Linked DNA regions of Lactuca sativa: region 2 is linked to region 1. The links are chromatin contacts, called in public Hi-C maps. All regions are on one chromosome and are shown on one strand. Each heading gives the region's core, a stretch centred on a gene start, on an enhancer-like site or on the middle of the called end of the contact. The rest is flanking DNA. Distances are from core to core; before and after follow the strand shown.

Evidence for each region. Hi-C and Micro-C count contacts between places; a contact is called where the count stands out from the background.
Region 2: a contact with region 1 is called in a Hi-C map of leaf, with 6 times the contacts expected there. The contact joins the promoter of LOC111876486 here to the promoter of LOC111876489 in region 1. A contact is called at or near these places in 2 of 4 Hi-C or Micro-C datasets (both in leaf).

Annotation. Positions count from the first base shown.
Region 1 is chr9:19,964,035-19,970,462 of Lsat_Salinas_v11, reverse strand. It overlaps LOC111876489 (preprotein translocase subunit SECE1), which reads right to left and starts at 3,888. Exons shown (of 1, transcript XM_023873011.2): 1 at 3,023-3,888. The coding sequence starts at 3,744. The coding sequence ends at 3,220. It overlaps LOC111876490 (protein FLC EXPRESSOR), which reads right to left. Exons shown (of 4, transcript XM_023873014.3): 4 at 5,980-6,375. The coding sequence ends at 6,199. LOC111876488 (prefoldin subunit 2) reads left to right here. Exons shown (of 2, transcript XM_023873010.2): 2 at 612-1,216. The coding sequence starts at 619. The coding sequence ends at 1,044.
Region 2 is chr9:20,148,847-20,155,274 of Lsat_Salinas_v11, reverse strand. It overlaps LOC111876486, which reads left to right and starts at 2,644. Exons shown (of 22, transcript XM_023873009.3): 1 at 2,644-2,902; 2 at 3,032-3,112; 3 at 3,613-3,656; 4 at 3,749-3,812; 5 at 3,965-4,079; 6 at 4,177-4,244; 7 at 4,329-4,426; 8 at 4,535-4,706; 9 at 4,772-4,994; 10 at 5,074-5,200; 11 at 5,285-5,394; 12 at 5,461-5,553; 13 at 5,633-5,764; 14 at 5,864-5,997; 2 more. The coding sequence starts at 3,053. TRNAS-AGA (transfer RNA serine (anticodon AGA)) reads left to right here and starts at 2,563; the gene lies at 2,563-2,644.

The DNA.
Region 1 (6,428 bases), core at 2,639-5,138:
TGTAGAATTTCAACGTTTTGAATCAAGGAAGTATTAGAATTCATATCTTCCATCTCAACTTTCTACAATTATATTTTGATTCTATCATTTATTAACATCATTAGTTTATTAGGAAGCTTACGAAGCTGTGTTAGATCATGACAGGAGGACATTCTGTGTCCACATGAATCTGTTAAAAGTAGCAATTGCTAGGTATCTTTATCAAGTGCTCTACTATCGTCCTTTTATTTGCATACGTCTGGCTGTTATCAGTTAGTATAGTTCTTTTTTCATAGGGGTTAGTAGCCATCATTTCTCTGTTGTTGTCTGGTTGAATTCTGAAACTCACTGTTGTATATGTTATAGGGCATACAGGAATGCATATGCCAAGTTTGATGCTTTTGCAACATAAATTTTACATGTACATTTGATCCAATTCGAATCGATGGTTTCTTGCTATAGAAAGTTTTGCTTGAATGATTCGTGAAACACTTTCGTGTCTTGGAATTATCAATTATATACTGTTTTCTCTGTTAAAGAAGTGGCTTTATATCACCATAGCTTAATGACTATTCTACCTATATATTAGCTATAACTAATCTCTATTTCTGTTTCTGTTTATCATCTTCAAGTATCATCATGGCTGGCAATGCTGAACCAATTAATGAGCAAGAAGTTGCTGCAAAATATGGAAACATAAGAAGTGAAATGAATCAGATTTACTCAAAAATCACAGAACTAGAGATGGAAGTAAGTGAGCACTCATTGGTGATCAATGCCATTCAGCCACTGGATCCCACCAGACGTTGCTACAGAATGATTGGAGGTGTGCTTGTTGAGAGAACAATCAAGGAAGTCTTGCCAGCTGTCCAACAAAACAAGGAAGGAATTGAAGTGGTGATTTCTAGACTTAATGAAGCTTTGGAGAGGAAGAAGAAGGAGCTCACTGATTTTGAAACTAAGTACAAGATTAGGATCAGGAAAAATGATGGGGAATCCATGGATGATAATAGCAAGAAAGAAGGGTCTGCCCAGGGTGTTCTTGTGGGTCCTGCAAATGCGTGATGAATTTGGTATGCTTTTTTTGTTCGTGTTATCGTGCGTTTTCATAGACTGTTATAAACATGATTTGATCTTGAGATTTGTAAGAGTAAGATAATTAGTAGTTATGGTTTTTTGCTACTTGTTTTTTAATTTGAATGCATTACCTCTGAAATAGTAAAGATTTTGTGGCCTATGATTTTCTGTTATGATTATTTTGCGATCCAATGTGTTGAAATGCTCACAAGTGATGTAGAAAAGAAGTAAAACAAACACAAGAGGGGTGTTTGGTTTGCATAATGTTTTTGTAAGGAATGTAATAAGTCTAATGAATTGGAATCCAAAGGTAATGGAATTCTTTGTTGTCTTATGTTTGGTTTGCAAAGCTGCACAAAGAAATTGAATACACCAAACCGCGATCTATTGATTTTTTTTATTTTAAAAAAGGGTAAATTACACAGATGGACCCTATGGTTTAAGGTAATCTGCGTGTTTGGTCCCTAACAACTTTTTTTTTTTTTTTTTTTTTTTTTTTTTTTTTTTTTTTTTTTTAAATTCGGACCGTCTCTAATTCGGACCGTCTCTGATTTACCCCTTAATAATTTATTCACTTATTTATTATTTATTTTTTTTTTACCTTTTTTATTAATAATATATTACAAAAATGAATTTTTATATTTTTAAAAAGAATCCCTAAAACCCTAAGCAACGTTAGGCATTCTCCCCTAACCCCTTCTTCTTCACCTATCGTCTTCCACCATCACCATTCCATCTGCATTATCGGTCACTACACTTGCATCACTGTATCGTTGCCGGCCACTGAGCCAGAACAAGGAAATCGCACCATTGCAACCTGCACCATTCTCGCCCCCTTCCATCAATTACAATCTTGTCACTGTCGGCTTATAAGCCGCCATACTCCCTCCGCCTGTGTTCCGATAAAACTATACAAGAGCTCCGGCGACTACAACAACGTCACATAGGGCTGGTGAGCTCCATCTCTTTCCCCTCTTCACTTGTGGGAGTAATTTGTCTTTCTATTCCACCTCTCTCTATCACATTTGAAACCAAACGACGCCTGAAACACTTACCATGAACCTCTGATGAGCCCTGAAAATCTTAACACGTTTAAGACCTATGAATATACACCGCCTTTTTATCCTGAACCCCATCCCCATTGGAATCTACTCCCGAAGGAGGAGGTTGGTGTTTTTTTGATTTTGTGCAATTTGAAATCCATTTTTTCATTAGATTGTGCACAAAATTAAGAATCGGCCAAGCAAGTTAGGGTTTTAATTGGTTTACATCATCCATGGGGTTGTGATTTATAGGAACCATCTCAGATTGTGTAAAAATGATTTTAGTTTCACCAAATTTTCAGTTTTTGTTTTTTCTGGGTTTAAGTAAAGATTGGGTTGTGATTAGCTGAATTGTCTGAAATTGTTCATTGATTTCTAGCTTCCTTATTTTTCCTAGTTTCCTTGTTCATGAACTCTTGGTAAGATGAAGATCGATGTGTTCATAGGTGGGGCAGAGAGGTGCTCTTGCCAAATTAGAGAAAGGATCGATGAGTAGATTTATGGTGGTCAAAATTTTGGATTTTCATGTTGCTACGGAAGAAGGGGGGGTGGGTTGGATCGGAAGAGGAGGTGATTTAATTATGATTTCCACTAATAAGAAATAATTATTAAATGAAGTTAAAATATAAAAAAGTAGCAGCACGGGCAAAATAATTTTTTTAAAACTGATAGAGACGTAATAAAAACAAACAATAAGAATATCCGAGTTAAAAATCTGAGGAGGGAACAACAACAAAGATTACCCCAAACCCCACGGGAAATGTACACTTTAAAAAATGCCAGAATTTTCTTCTAGTAAAAATCTCTTATTTATTAAGTCATGCTTTGTGAACTCCTTGAATGAAAACCATTTAATTTCAAATTTGGAAACAATAATGCTGTCAAGATTATGTACACAGTCACAGATTAGTCGAGCAAAAAGATTGAAGATATCAAAATGGATAAAAAAAAAAGAGATAGGTAAAAGTAAAACTAATACATGCAAATTTCAATGTATTATACTAAACTAATTGACACAAGAGGACGTGGAGCAATCAGATAGGTGTAGAACACAGTATATCCATGGACCTTGTTACACTGGATAACAGCTTCTTCCCCCCTTGGGCCTTATCGTCTTCGTTTAGCCAAAAAAATCTTGAACCCCACGGCCGACGAACACCCGATCGGAAAGCTCCGCCAAAACGGCATTAACAGTAAGCAAAACGACGCTGGAACCAGCAATAACGCCGAGCACGACCCCCGTCGTTCCGAGGACCTTATTGAACGCCGGCCACTCGATCCGGCCTATCTCATCCACTACTCCGGCCCATACACTCTCATCCTTCTTAATCTCTCTATCCATCATCGCCTTTTTGATCTCCGTACCCAGTTCAGATAATTCTTCATCGGAGGGGGGCTTTTGGGTGGATTCGGATTCTGCGGTGGTGGGCTGCTGCTGTTGTTCTTCTGCGGCGTTGACGATGACGGCGAAGCGGTGGTTCTTCTTCCCATTTGCGGCGGTGAGAATGGCGGTGTTGGGGAAATTGGTGATTGGATTTAGGGTGGATTTGATTGTCGTTGAGATGATTCGATAATTGGTGGATGTTCTTGCCGATGACGCAGGAAGAGATGGGGATGAAGTGAACTGTGAGAGAGAAAGTGCCATTTCTACAGCGTATGGTACACACCGGAAATTTGTGGGTAGATGATTTTGTAAACGATATACATATTTACGAAAATGGTCCTCGTAAAATCACAATGTTTCATTATAACTTGTAAGTACATGTTTAAATTCTTGTTAATAAAATGAACAAAATATCGAAATTGGTTATTATAAATTTATAATCCATCATCCTGTATGTTTACAGGAACTATTAAACAAATACAACTTATCATATTGGAATACGATAATTATCGACAAAATCATTATATTAATGTTGTGTTTACTCAAAGTCTGTAAAAGAAAAACCGATTAATTATGTTTTTCTAAAGGTTTACATTAATAAAATATCTATAATAAGTCGTGTTTTTCTAAAATTAATGTGTTTAATATATGGGTTATCGTGTTTAATATAAGGGTTTTTTTTTTGGCATATTTATTGAAATTGTGGGAGATTTTAAATAATCAAAAAGTTTATTTATTTTTTTTTTATAAAAAGAACCATATATTAAAAAACAACTAGAAACTAGAAACTAAAACACCAATTACACATAGTCTAAAAGCTTATGCAGTCGCGCAATCTTAATTTCTAGAGCTTTTACTATTTATTTTAACATACCATAAAAAATGAAACTGCTTTATCACAAAAGCAAAATCGCCAAAGATACCAAATCATCAATTGAGTGAAAGACACCAAATCCCCAAAGATACCAAATCACAGTACATTGCATCAATAACAAGCTTCTTTTTTGTAAAGCAAGGAAGATCATCAATCGAGTTAAACATAGCTCTAGTGGAATCATACCATGTGGGCCAAAAAGAGAGACACATAAACATCGAATCCTACGTCCTAGACGCAACTTCACATTTGAAGAACACAAGTTGCTTCACTTCCAAAGCACAAACAGGGCAAAGAATAGACGGAATATCAATACCACGTTTGTCTAAGTTATCCCTAGTAGTAGTAGGGAGTCGGTCCAAAAGAACATGTCACACTAAAATATTCATCTTCCTCGAAACAAAACGATTCCACCTAATATGACAGCCTGTCATCACGCAAATGAAGAATATGATTATCAACTCATCTTCTCATATCCGGCTACCAAGAACTCCGCAAAATATCCTATATCCCACCACCATTTGTCTTCATTGTCCGAAAATGCGATACTTTGAAGAGCTATTAACATCTTGTTTAATTGCATGGTTTCTTCTAAATTCTCTTATATGCATACGCCACTGCCACGGCTCCACCCCTCATCAGTCCTTCTCTAGAACACATTATAATCATGATTTGTATCTAACTAAAAAATACAAGGAAAAGAAATCGAACAAATTTGGTCACCACCATCAACTCCCATTTATTTTAATTTGCCTACATATAACCCCATTTATTTTTATTAGTGTTCGAAAATAGCTCTTGTAAGTACTAATTAGTTGATATATTCGTTGGGTCTTTTTATTGTATTTTTCATCAATGAGGTTTCAATTAAAAAATTATTTCTCGCCTATATATTACCCCACTTATATTAATTTTCCTATATATTACCCCATTCATTTTATTAGTGTTTATAAATAGCTCTTGTAACTGCCAATTAATTGATATATTAGTTGGGTCTTGTAGCGGGCTAATTAATCTTTAATCTGAAAAAATAAGATGTCATATTTAAGAGAGGTACATTAGATTCTTTGATTCATGATCCCCAAGAACAGTCTTTAATTTTAAGCTATTGATGTTCTTATTTAGACAATTTTTTCTTTATCAGTTTCTTATCCAGTTTTACAAAGCGTATTATATTATTCAGTTATAAAAAGTAATTTAATATTCTTATTATGATGTAAGCCCCCTTCAATCTAGAATCCTGGCTCCGCCCCTGTATAATAGATTGTGTTTTTTCAACATTTTCTCTTGGTTAAAGAAGTATAATGGATAATCAAATACATCAACATGCCACGTCAGTAAACAATCAATCGGTTTGACCGGAAACAAATTGAAAAACACGGTATCAAATTTAAAGTCAAATTAAAATTTTGGTGTAAACTTAATGACTTTTATGTTATTTTCCCTTTCTAAAACTAAAAAATATAGATTAAATCTAGGATCATAAGATTTTAAAACACCTTTATAATCAAAATTGCATTTTAAGAAAATAACAAAAGTATAATTGAAGTATTATTGGTATAAAATATTATTTAAATAAAAGTAATTTATAATTATAACACCTTCTATTTCTTTCCTTCATGTAACCAATCTATGATAATTAGATGAATGTCTGGACTTGAATTACAATTATGAATTTTACCCAAACAACATTTCAAGACTTATGACTCGATCTACACATTAACATACAAAAGTCATACCGTGGACAACACAAGATGTCTTGTCTTGCTAAACCTAAGCCTAAGCCTAAAAACTTTTAAAACGTTACACCACCACTTATTTCAATTATACAAATACAAATTTCATCCATGTGATGCATTATTAGGAGGATGCTGTTGTTGCATATCATATGCTAATGCACCTTGAGGCTGATGAGGTACAACTCCATGCCCATACTGAGGATCAACCATGTGATGTTGCTGCATCTCATATGGACCATTCGGCAAAGCTCCAGACCCGTATTGTGGATCCACTCCACCCTGAACCTCAAACATGTAAAAATGGTAAATTTCTCTTCCTTTTTTTTTTCTTC
Region 2 (6,428 bases), core at 1,395-3,894, 190 kb before region 1:
AATTATGTTTGTTCGTGAATTAGGCCGTAATTATTTTATTGGGCTTATTTATTGTATTATGTTTGCAGCAAGTATTTGGCTCATCTATATAAGAGTTGGGCTTATTTTAGTACTTAACTCATTAGGGTCGACTATTATGTGTAAGACTTTAGTGACACTTATAATGATGTAACGCCCGTAGATTCAAGCTAGTCAATTTAGAGATAATAAGTGTTAAAAATGACTTTTTGTAACGCTTGGTTCCGGTATGAATTTATTCCCCTAAATTATTGATTTTTCTTGTTGGACTTGGCGAGTTGAAAGCTTCAACTCGGCATGTTGAGTGGACTTTGGCCGAGGGGAATTAATGAACCAACTCGGCGAGTTGGCAGCTGGGAAGGAATTCATAATTTTTAGGGTGTTGCACCCTATTTAAAGGCCTTAAGTCTCTTGGTTAGCCTCCTTACCAGCCTCATCTGTCCAGAAAACCCTAAAAGTGTATACCATCATCCTTGTGAGTGTGTGAGCTTATGGAGGCATGCATGTACACTTAACTTACATGGCCAAACTCAAAACCCTAATGTATAGGGTTCAAGCCTTATATAATGTCATTAAGTCCTATGTGTTAACATCCTTACCAGCCTCTATTGTCCAGAAACCCTAATATCGAACCCTTTATCATATTGGTGTGTTATTGACCTTGTGGAGTGCATTTTTGCTAGTTTGATGCCTTGGAAGGAAGAAGAATAAGTTGGTGAAGAAGAGTTGTTGGAGTTTGAGCTTAAAGATATGGGTTATCATCATCATTTGGCATTCATTTGAGGTATAAAACTCAGAACTTGCTTTGTGAATGCTTATATCTCCTTTGTTTGAGTTTTTTGACCTTTTTGGTTCCATAGATGAGATCTTGTGGATTATTGTCATTTATGAAGCTTAGAGTTGGTACTCTTGGTGTTCTTTTGATCTTATAATCATAAATTTGCCATCTTTTAAGCTTTGAACCATCCATGCATGTGGTTGATTTCATTTTATGGAAGTAGTGTGTGATATTTCATGATTGGGTTCATTTGGGGCATGCAAAGCCACCAAGTTCACGACTTTATGGTTTAAGACACTTCATATGACTCAAATCTGTGATTTGGACCCTTAGACTTAAGGGTTTAAGAGTGTATTGGAAATATGGCTTAATGAGTGAGTACGTTGGGTGTACAAGCTCGTACATGCAACGTACAATCCATGCAGCCTATACGCCTAGCGTGCAGTTGAGTACGCCCCACGTACTCAATGAATTGGGCTTTGCGTCTCTTGGGCCTCGTTTGGGCTACTTCCATGGACATTGATGTTTTGGGCCTTAGTGGGTCATCTGAAATCGAACCTTTGGGCTAGGGGAGCATTATTGGGCCTTGGGCTAAGGCCCATGTAAAGGAGTTGGGCCCAGTTGGAATTTGGGCCATATTTTGGGCCTTGTTGGATTGTTTAACTTTTGGGCCCATTGGATTGTGGTAATGGGCTCCATTCTTGGACCAAGTTAGGGATAAAATGGTCTTTTTACCCCAAGTAGAGATTTTTGGTTATGTTGTAGATCCCAAATGTTAATTAGTTTTATGTGGCAATTGATAGCTCGGGAAGCTGCAGGACCAGCAGTCAGGGATCATTCGTTCCATTTAGCTTTGCGAGGTGAGTTTCCTCATTGGGTTTAGCGGGTCTAAGGCACCAAGGCCGTCCCTTGATTGGTTATGTCGATATACTTCTTGTCTGTGTGATACTTGTATGTGCTTGCATATGTATGTTTATTGGACGAGGTTCGTTATGCGAGTGTGGGCGAGGCATGTATAACATTGGGCGGGGCCCGTTATATGATATGTTTGGTATGTAGTATCTTGGGAAACTCACTAAGTTTTGTGATTACAATTTTTAGTTTATGCTTTAGGTACTTCCGATTCCAAGGGGAAGAGCTCGGGTTGAGTGCATCGTACACACCATATGGATTCTGTTTACGATACATACTCTGATTTTCATGATATTTGACATGTTTATTTGTTTGGGATGTATAAACAATGTTTGGAATATTGTTTTTATTTAAATCAAAAATAAAATTTTTAGGTCATAATTTTTGGATGTTTCAAGGTCATTCTACAAAACTCTCTTTACATGCATATCTATTCAATATTGTTCAAGAAAATCAAAATATATTAGCAAAAACACTATATAACTCTAAAACACCTCATGGGACAAAACATGTCAATTTGCGAGTTCCAAAACAAAATTAAAAGAAAAAGGTATATTTCATCAAATATTCCAAGGGCTTAGCTATATGAGAGGATTTCTATAAACCTTAAACTTTGATTAAATTTTCTTTAAGACCGGAGACCCTAAACAAATAAATATATTAGTCTTTGATCATGTAAAAGGATAAAAAAGATTTCGATCAAGAAATTAGTTATCATCAAACAAAAAGAAAAGAAAACCAGTAAGTAAACCTACTATTTATTACGAAAATTGGACAAAATAGGTTGTTATTTTACACCATGCATCCGTCAAAGTAATTTAATAATCTATTTTGTTGAAAAACGTCACATCAATGTGAGCGTGCCGGAGTGGTTATCGGGCATGACTAGAAATCATGTGGGCTTTGCCCGCGCAGGTTCGAATCCTGCCGCTCACGATTAGTTTTATTTTTTACAGACAATTTGGGTGTCGACCAAAACCCAAAACGGACGTTAATTTTGCACCTTTATGTCAAACACCAGATCTCGTCTCTCTTCCCGTTGATCGTTTTCATCATCATCAACTATCTCTAGTGGGAGTTTATTCGTAATTTACTAGTTGAATCGTAATTCACTAGGTTTTTCATCCATTCATATTACTGGTTTTACATGTTGAATTGCTAATCTACTAATCCATCCATGCGTTTTATAATTAGGTCAGTTTCTATTGTCTATTTATGCTCACCTCGTTGTTTTGATATCTTGGTCGTTAGTATGTGATTTAGGATTTGTTTGATTTTAATTGTAACATAATCTTGTTTGATGTCGTTGTGTAATAACAACAGGACGTTGATCTTAGGCATTTAATGGCATCATCGAGCAAGAAAAAGCATGAGAAGGAAGACGACATCGAAGAAGAAGAAGAGGTACACTTCGACTCTGGTGACTAAACTTGCCAATTATACTAAAAACTTCTCTGATTGTGAAGTTCTGAGAATAAAAATCAAGGGTTACGTTATGCACTGTTAATTGCTACATATAGAAAAAGAATGTCCGTAGTAAATTGCTAACAAAATCAAATTTTCTTTTGGAAAGTATCTGTTTGACATAAAGAATCAAGCATAGCTATCTGTTGTTTCTTATTGGAAATAAGGAAAGGGATAATGAAGTATGTCACTAATGTTTTATAAAAACCATATAAGCAACTTTGATGTTTTATATCAAATTTTATTGATGGGAAGTGTTCAAATTGATGCTCAAAGGATTACAAATTTGGTTAGTTTGTGTTTGATATATTAGGCTGGATAGTTATCTGTGCATTTTTATTAATATTAGAAGCGAAGTAAGAAAGATTATTATAAAGAACATTTTCAGAGAGTCCTTCCAAGTAGAAATAACTTTTCCTTGATTGTTTATTACCATGCAGTTTGAACATTTTGATGACTTTACCCTAGCCTCTTCATGGGAAAGGTATCAACATATATCTCTCTTAATACTTCAATGCATATTCATTTCTCAATTTAAGTGGAAGAATTAAATTTTACTAAATTTGTTATTTATAGGTTTATTTCTGAAATTGAGGCTGTTTGTCGACAATGGTTATCAAGTGGTCCCAAAAACTTGTTGGTATGTTTGATCTTACTCCAGTATGCATATTTGTTTACTAATGGATGAAAACATTATACTAGTATTCGATACAAAGTTTAATTATTTGTTAATTGCATCTTGGAAAGAAAATCAATCACCATTGATATATCTTTTGTACACTCTTTCTATAGGAAAAGGGAGCTGTTTCATTGGGAGAGCTGAAGAATTTGTATAAAGTGAAATCCGAGCTGAAATATGCTATGAAAAACTATTGCATGGAGTACTACTTTGAAATTAGTAATGCTGGTATACATTAAACACCTCTCCAGGTTTCACTTTCAGTTTCACCATGCACTCTTTTTTGCAAATGTCATCATATTTGTTGTTGCATTATATCAATCAGGAAAGGCTGTAGATTGGAGTTCCAGTTTACATGAGCTGCAATTGTCTTTTGGTGTGAAAGAATTCATGGTATCTTTAGCTCATCATCTTAATGTTCATATCATACTGTAAAATAATTAAATATAAAGGCACTTATGTTTCAACTGTAAACAGGTAATCGCACCCCAAAGTGCCAGTGGTGTTATTCTTGATTCACCAGAGGCTAGCAAGCTTCTAAGTGCAGTTGCTATAGCATTCTCAAATTGTTCCAGGTGGGATTCACTTATTCCTTCTTTTTTTTTCTTTGAAATAACTCAATTTGGTTTTAATTACATTACATTTGAGTTCTGATGATTGTATGAACAATGGAACAATTTTAGTTTGTGGCCAGCATTTGTCCCAGTGCATGATCCTTCTAGAAAAGCTTATATTGGTATCCAAAATATGGGGACAGTATTTACTCGAAGATTTGAAGGAGATCTTATTTCCACTCAAGTTCCTGTAAAACTCATGCATTTGGAGGGATTATATGAGCTGTTTGTATCTAAATTTGTAAGTCGCCTCTCTCATTCTGCTTTCTTTAAAGAATATTCTCTAACTGAATCGTAATGCTGTAGGCCTTTTCATCATCAGACCTTTCGACACATTTCTTCAAAGTCCATTTCACCATGAAATTAACATACAAGACTCTTCCTTATGATGAAGACAATGAAGTGCTAAATTCTGAGTCTGAGATTACTGAATCTGGAGGTGATAATGGAGGTGATAATAGAAACAAACTACAATGGGATGATGATTGTCCTTGGAGTGAGTGGTACACTGCAGAAGACCCTGTAAAAGGTAAAATAATATATTTGTGTATAATGGGGAAATGTAACTATTTTTTTTTGTTACTGATAATTGCATAGAATGTGTGCAGCTTTTGAACTGGTTGCTATGTGGGGAGAGAAAATGGTGGAAAGCTCCATGGAGATGGCTGAACTTGAAAATGCCTCTATTCATGATGCTCAAAATTGGTTCATTGTTCCCGAATTCTCTTCTTATCTGTAAGGAATGGAATTGGAATTATGTTGTTAAATTTAGTTTCAACATATGTATGAATTATGAAATGACACAATTCTGTCTTATAGCACTGGTGATTATACTGGAAACATGGTTGGATTTGCTTCACAACTTCGCCTTCTGATTGATGCATTAGCCATGTCCTTGGATGTTAAATTCATGGAAGATTTCGTGTCAGGTCTGATACTTATCTGTCTCTTTGTGTGTGTGTGTTTCCTGAATCCTGACTTTTCTGTTTTTACAGTTGAAACATCAGGATCTGACAAATTGAGGTCATCTGCAGTAATTCCTCCGCCAACAGTTCTTGATCGTGTGCTTAAAGATCTTTGTCATGATGGTAAATAGTAAATACATGTTGTAGAAAGAAAATGAAAAGAGATTAAAAGTAAAAATAATATAAAATGTTTTGATTACAGGACCTGAACTCATTTCACCTGAAGGTGAAGGGAGACACAAGAGTTCTAGACTTATTAAGGGGGCTCCTTTGGAAACTCTGTTTGCTCAGTTTTGTTTACACTCATTATGGTTTGGAGACTGCAACATACGTGGTATGGACTAATATAGAAAGTAAAATTTAAAGTAGTGAATCAAATATTTTTATTAGTACTAAAAAAGTTTGTTGTTATTTTATCATTTATGTTGTTCAGCCATTTCTGTACTATGGATAGAGTTTATTAGAGAAATACGTTGGTGTTGGGAAGAGTCACAACCATTGCCACGAATGCCAACCAAAGCTGCAATTGATCTATCAACCTGTTTAGTTCACCAAAAGCTGCAAATGGTAATTCTTTTGTTCTTATTTTTTTGTATCATTATATTTATAAACGTTTTTTTTTACAATATTTGCTTCACAGCTTGCAATATGTATTGAGAAAAAACGTCAACAAGATAGTACCAGTGACAACAGTAGTGATACTCCTAGTGTTGAGGTGGGTTTGATATATATTTTGTTTTTGTTTGTAAGCTAAGAGATTATGATTTATATTTTGTGTTAATGGTTTATTTGTCCGAAGTGCAGGCTAATGAAGACTTTTCTTATCCATCAGGAGCAAAAGAAGAAGGTTTAGTGAAGGAAAGTGACAGGTGAAATAAGCAAGTGAGAGCTCCTTGTTTTTATTTATTTATTTATTGAACGTTAATGTACACCATTATCGGTATATGAAGTTCTTTTCATTTGTTGCATGTTAGTTCCCATCATTTTTAATTTTTTTT